Regions from separate parts of the Rattus norvegicus genome. Here region 1 is linked to region 2. The links are chromatin contacts, called in public Hi-C maps. All regions are on one chromosome and are shown on one strand. Each heading gives the region's core, a stretch centred on a gene start, on an enhancer-like site or on the middle of the called end of the contact. The rest is flanking DNA. Distances are from core to core; before and after follow the strand shown. Region 1 holds the start of Fam221b (family with sequence similarity 221, member B). Region 2 holds the start of Ccdc107 (coiled-coil domain containing 107).

What was found. A called contact is a pair of places that touch in the nucleus more often than the background predicts.
Region 1: a Hi-C map of liver shows a contact between it and region 2, with 6 times the contacts expected there. The contact joins the promoter of Fam221b here to the promoter of Ccdc107 in region 2. A contact is called at or near these places in 2 of 12 Hi-C or Micro-C datasets (frontal cortex and liver).

What each region holds. Positions count from the first base shown.
Region 1 is chr5:62,712,960-62,716,517 of GRCr8, forward strand. Fam221b (family with sequence similarity 221, member B) reads right to left here and starts at 2,178. Exons shown (of 7, transcript NM_001013934.2): 1 at 1,972-2,178. The coding sequence starts at 2,004. Tmem8b (transmembrane protein 8B) reads left to right here and starts at 2,632. Exons shown (of 13, transcript NM_001427449.1): 1 at 2,632-3,365. The coding sequence starts at 2,840.
Region 2 is chr5:62,544,090-62,547,322 of GRCr8, forward strand. Ccdc107 (coiled-coil domain containing 107) reads left to right here and starts at 1,261. Exons shown (of 6, transcript NM_001107957.2): 1 at 1,261-1,427; 2 at 1,499-1,650; 3 at 3,101-3,161. The coding sequence starts at 1,322.

The sequences.
Region 1 (3,558 bases), core at 928-3,427, 170 kb after region 2:
AGGTACAGTCTCCATTAGGCTGGGGCTAAAGGGTCTGCAAGTCAGAGCAGAGCCCCAGGGTTTACAGATGGTACAGGAGAAGGAAAAAATGATTAGTGCACCTAAGGCATTAGAAGGAAGAAAGAAGTCTGACTTTCAGGGTGCAGTGCCAGGAAGGTCTCTCATGTACTACCCCACCCCTCTCCCCGTCCCCCATGGCATACTATTGTAGGTTGGCAGGGAGCTGGAATTTGAAGACAGAACGACAGAAGAGGTCAGAATCTCATCAGGAGATGGTATCAGGGGACCATTCCCCAGGAGGGAGCCCCTTGCACTTTGCCAGTCCAAGTGCAGAGTGTGGCGGAATGCCTGAGTGGGGTTGACGTCCAAGAGCGCAGGGGAATGCCACAGTACACACACTTTTTGCCCAGGGGTACCAGCCTCCTCCCTTAATCTCATCTATGTTCAAGGTTTCAACTACTTCCAACTACCTGCTGTGTCCACTTGCGCTCCCTCCTACCTCTCTCTCCCCTCTCTTTCTTTTGAAGGCCTTATAGCCCGGACCAGGTTTCTATGTAGCCCGGGCTCTTTCTGAACACCTTATAGGACTCCGGCCCCATCCTCACGAGGATGGCATTTTAAACGTGTATCGCCAGGCCTGGCTGCCTCTGGCTTCTACATCTGCATCTCTAACTCAGATCTCATTGTTCCCTTGCGCTTTAGGTACGCCATACTAGGTATTTCCAACGGGAAGTCCCACAGGCTTCAAACTTGGAAATGCATGTATCACTCTAGTCTTCTGTAGTGCCATCTGCAACTAGAACCACTCCCAATCTTCCAAATACTCCCCAAATCTCTCTCTCTCTCTCTCTCTCTCTCTCTCTCTCCCCCCCCCTATCTCTCTCTTTCTCATCCCCCTCCCCCCCAGTTCATTCATGTTCTCATTATCTTCTGCCTGGCTGTATAGTACCGTCGACCCTCCCGCCCTCTCCCCCAGCATATTCATGCACTCAGCCTTTCATTCAGGACACATTTTATAAACAGCCGGAACTAAGCCTTACTCAGGCACCATGTGCTCATTGGATCCAGATGAGCTTGGGAGAGAGGTAATGTAACACACTGGGACAGAACGGATGGCTTATCTCCAGGATGCCGTGAAAAGGGAGGATGCAGAATTTACCCTAGAAAGATCCAAGAGGGAAGCTCTCTTTCCTACTCCAGCAAGATCTCTTGAACACACAAAACCTTCTGAACCAGCCTAATGAATTACATCCAAGCCTCTTGGCTCTCGCATGCAAGTCACCGTCCCAGGACCCTTTCGAGTGCTAAGGAATGACCTGAGGGCCTTTATATGCTACTAAGGTGCTCTATCATGGAGCACTATATAGCCCTGGCTGACCTAGAATTTGGACCAAGCTGGGCTTTGAACTGGCAATAATTCTCCTGCCTCTGCTTCCCAAGAACTGGGATTACAGGCCAGTGCCACCACTAGGGCTTCCAAAACAGACTCTGCCATCTGCACATCTGTCATCATTTGTAACTTGAGGGTCCTGTGTTCCACTGATCTGTAGTTTACCCTGCGCTTCAGAGACTGCAGCAGATACCTTAAGATATTGTGTCTTAAGCTTCTTCGAGAGATCTCTTAGCAGAAGACCTGGGTTTAATCCCCAACATCCACATGGCAACTCACAACAGTCTGTTCTAGTCTCAAGGGCTCTGACTCCTCTCTCCTGGCCTCCACAGGCATTGTACACATGTGGTGTACGGATATACACGCAGGCAAACACACCCATACACATAAAATAAAATGAACGTTTTTTTTTTTTAAAGTAATTACTTTCACTGGAGTCTTTGTAAAGAGGACAAATTAGGAAAGGGGCAGAGGTAGGATAATGAGAAAGTGGGTGAAGATGTGTGGGGAAGGACAGACGGTGTTAGGAAAGGGAGTGGAGTAAAGGGTTGGGGTGGAGGGCTATTGGAAAAACTACATACCTCTGGGCTTAGGCCTGGTGGTTCCAAGTCCATAGGTCAGGATCTTTAGCTGGGTTTGAGGGGGAAGTATTGATCCTGACCTAGGGAATGGTTTTGCTGCTGAGCCAGACTGTAGGTGGTAAGTGAGAGACCTTGTTGTGTTATGTTTGTTTGGGGAGACTTGGGCACCTGCAGCAAAGGGACTCTGGCCCGAGTTGACGAAGGGCAGTAAAGGGTAGGAGAGGTCCGGGGCCAAATGAAGGATGTGCTCTAGAACCCAGGGCAGGCTTCGATCACCGGAGCAACAGAAATACCAAGTAGTCTCCCGGGCAACAGAAGTTTTCTGGTCATCTGCGTGGCTGAGGGCTGCTTTGGATCTAGTTGGGATCAGAGTTGAGTGAGTCTCTGTAGGCTGTGCAAACATAGGAATGGGAGGAACATGGCCCGAGAGGAGCCTGGTTTTGTGAATTTCTGGAAGGTTCCTGTATCACGATGTGTGAGCGACGTTCCCGGGACGTTGTAGACCTGAGAGGTCACCCCGGCTGGGTGGTTAGGGTGAGACAGAGGCTCTCAGGTAGGCAGCGCGGCAGGGCTTCAGTTAGAGGCCAATAGAATTGGGTAGGGGCGGGCTTTGCTGAGAGGGACCAATCGATGGGGCGCGGGGCGGAGCGCCAGGAGAACGTCATGCCGAGGCCGCCGCGGGGCCTGCTTATCGCCGGTTCAGCGCAGCCCGGAGTCGCCCAGGCCTGAACTCCTCCCCAGGTCCCGGTCCCAGCCCCGAGCCCGCGAGGACGCCAGAGGCCACCCCCCGGGGGTGGGGAGCGGAGCCGCGGGTCAGCTCTAAGAGCGTCCCGTGCTGGCCTGGCCGGCCCCGCCCCCGCCCCGGGCCATGGCCCAGCCCTTGTCCCGGCCCCTCATCCTATCCCAATCTCAGCCTTGGCCTCCAGCCACGCCCTCGTCCCGCTTCCCAAACCTGTCCAGGCCCAGGCCAGTGTCCCAGCGAATGCCCAGGTCCAGTTCCCCATTCCAACCCCGGTCCCTGTCCCCAGCCTGGCCGCTATCTCCGCCTCGGCCCTTGTTCCACCCCTTGTCACAATTCCCAGCCCAGCATCTGCCCCTGTCCCATTCCCAACGTTTGCTTAAGCCCCTAGCCCAGCCCCAGCCCTTGATTCCGTCTCCATCACACCCACTCCTTCCATCACACCTCCTGCCCTTGTTTGAGCCCCGGTGCTCAGTTCAGCGCCACCCAATAGCTCAGTCTTTGCCCCCCTCTCTGTGTTTGCCCAAGTCTCTTCCACTGGGCCCCCGCCTATCTCATACTCTGCCCCTCTCCCAGCCTCGACTCAGGTCTGGGCTCCAGCTGCCACCAGCCCTATTGCTGCTGTTGCTGTTTTCTGTCCTTGGTCCAGGGGCTGGTGAGTGCAGAAGTGGAAGGGACAGTGTTCCAGGGAGGGTTGGTTTGGAAAGAGTCAGGAGAGGTGGGACTTGGTGAGCTTGGTCACTGAGGAAGAAGTGGCCTCAGCAGTGGTGAGTGGTGGTGGTGGCAGGTGGTGGTGGTGGTGGTGGTGGTGGCAGGTGGTGGTGGTGGTGGTGGTGGTGGTGGTGGTG
Region 2 (3,233 bases), core at 11-2,510:
AACTGTCGATCTAGGTGGGAAGATGGCCCTGTGTAACACAGGAAAACAAGGAAAGAGGGTGTGCCCGCCTCATCTCTAGTAAACCCAGCACTCCAGAGACTGGAGCAGGAGGATCTTGGGTTTTAGGCCAGTGAAGGCTGCTGAGACTGTCTCAAACAACACAGCGTGGAGCAGACAGTGTAACACTCTGTCTTAGTTCTTTGTTCGTTTTTGAGAGAGGGTCTCACTATGTAGACCGGGCCTTAAATTTATAGAGATCTGCCTGCCTTTGTCTCCCCACTGCTGAGATTAGAGAAAGTGGTGCCACATCTGGCAGCTCTGTGAATCTCGTGCTACTACAAAAATCCCAGCATTTGAGAAACAGAAGCACAAGGGTCAGGAGTTCTAGGCCAGCCTTGGCTAAAGGAGACCCAGAAGAACCTAGTTCTATTGACCTTTTGGGTCGTTGTGAACATTTATTCATTGTCAAGTTCTTCTAGCAACAAGTGACTAGGCTCGGACAGTAAAATGGGAAAAAAGACATAGTCCTACTCTCTTTGGACTAACACCCTAAAAAAAGAATTATAGCTATTAAAGAACGAATAAACTAGGTCAGACTTGTTTCCTTTTTCCAGACTTGTTTCCTTTTTCTTTCTTCTTCCTTGATTACTGTCATTTCCATCTGTACGTTGTATAAAAGAGCAGCCGCGCTGAGAATGAGCCCCGTGTGGTTGGTGCGTACAAGGTCGCACTGCCTGCGTCACTAGGAGAACTGACGGATGACACCCCGCCGCACGCCGCTCGGCTCGCCCCGGAGGGGTCGCTTCTTGGCGGGCTAACAGTGACTTGCGGGGGAAGCCTACGCGCGTGTGCACGCGGCACTCTCTGCCCATGGTCCGGGGACTTTCCCCTAGGCGAAAGGATAAGGAACAAGGTCCCCCGTACGTAGCCTAGGAAACAGGCCTTCAGAGCGAGCTTCCTTGTTTTGTTGGCGCGGCCATTTTATGGCTCTACGAGACGCATTATTTTATGTTTGTGGTGAGAAAATTGGTCGTTTTAGGTCTAAAAGCAACGAGCCATTGTTTTTAGGTATACTTTAGGCAGAAAGATCCCGGATACATAATTGTTTAAGAAAACTATAAATAGATAGGGCATTAATTAATGTAGGAAAGTTAGGTGGGTGTGGTTTATGCAAATATAGTTTAACCCACTCTGAGATGGGCGTGGCTACCGTGAGTGATCCAGAACCGGAGTAGTTGTGGTCTCCTGCGCGTGCGCTCTACGACCGGAGGCCCAGCGGTGGAACGCGGGGACCTCCGTGCACTATTCTGGTGGGCCAGGCATGGCGGGCGCTGGCCCGGTGTTGAGTATTCTGGGGCTGCTGCTTGTGTCTGCTCTGTTTGGCGTCCTCGGAGAGCGCCCCAACCCCGATCTGGGGGCACACCCAGGTACCAGCGAGAGCTGCTGGAGGGAGACTGGGACTGCCTGGTAGAGGCTGACCGATGGCTTTAATCCACAGAACGCCGCTCCCAGGTCGGTCCCGGGGCCACCGAACCTCGGCGGCAGCCGCCACCCAAGGACCAGCGCGAGCGGGCCCGGGCCGGATCGCTGTCTTTGGGCGCGCTGTACACCGCAGCCATCGTGGCTTTTGTGCTGTTCAAGTGTTTGCAGGTGCGGTACGGCTGTGGGTTGTGGGATTCCTGGGCCTTAATCTCCTGGGGGCGCCACGGTGCCAAGACACCGCTTCCTGACTACTTGTAAAATGAAGACTAGTTCCTTGGTTTTTCCATATTATAGGGGCATTCAAGGATCCAGAGAGGTAATGGATATAAGGGGGCTGAGAAATTGTAGCTAATAACCGTTACTTTTACTCCTCCCTCCAGTGAAGAGCGATTTTCATACTGGAGCTCATGTAAGTGAGATTTTAACCCAACTTGTATCAATATGCAAAAAATGAAGTTACTGATAAGGCACCAACCTTGGCCCAAGGGGTTAATCACTGCAGGAACAGTGTCTAGTGTACCAGACCACCAAGCGGTTTCGTATTCTCCTTGGGAAGGAAGCCCTGAAATGTGAACTGACAGTACATTCGGCTGGATTTGAAACTGTTGAAATGGTTTTGCCTCTGGTCAATTACTTGCAGTAGGAAATAGAGACTGAACTAATTAGTAACATAAAACTAGATGAGATTAACGAGCCCAAGCAGACTTGACAGGCTAGGATGAAGACTGGAATTTAAAGATAGATTAATAAATACTAGCGGGGCGTAGTGTTGGACGCCTTTAATCCCAGCACTCAGGAGACAGAAGCAGAAAGAGCTTTATGAGTTCGAGGCCAGCCTCTACAGAGCTGGTTCGAGAATACCCAGAGAAACCCTGTATCAAAACCAAAACAAAAATGTCCTATTCTATTCCTGTCTTATGGGGTTAAGCAGCCAGGAAGAAGAAGTTCAGGACCGGTGGAAGAGATCTAGGCATTGCAGCTGACGTTTTCACGGTGTGTTATAATAGCCCACTTTCCAATGAAAGGCTCTGAATGGAGGCTTGTGCTTTATCTACCCATCAGAACACTGGGAGAATTGTATCCTAAAAATAAACCATAGGGCACCGCCTTTAAGAGCAAAGAGCACTATATAGTTGGTTTTTGGGTTTTTTTTGGGGGGGGGCTTTTTGTTTGTTTGTTTGTTGTTTAATCTGTAATGGGGGTAATGCGAATTGAACAGATTGAGAATTTTTTTTTTTACCAGCAAAGACTGCAAGAACAGGACCTGGTGACACAGTCCTGTTATTCCAACTACTCTGGGGGAGGATTGTAAGTTCCAAGGCCTGTCTGGACAATTTAGCAAGACTCTATCTCAAAGACAGCGAAGGGTAGGGATGCTAAATAAGGAGGCAGGGATAGGAGCAGGCTTCAGAGTCCTACTGCAGGAATCTGAAGTTTCACATTCCGGAGCATGCTTCAGCAGTCTGGCCATGTGTGGGCATCCGGACGTGTCACTTCATGCTCTGGGTAAGCAGCTGGGCTAGAAACATCTGTGATTCTCTGTGGTGGGTGCCCAGAGCTCTCTCTATGGCTCCTCTCTCCACTGGCTCTTAGGTGCCTTTATCTGCTTCCACAGCAGGGCCCAGATGAGGCTGCTGTCCCCCGAGAGGAAAAAAACAAGAAGAAATCCTCACAGTCAGGTGAGCGATTAGTGGTGGTTTCTGGGAGTGGAGTAGATGGGAGGCTGCAGGAGTAACCATACCATTTACCTT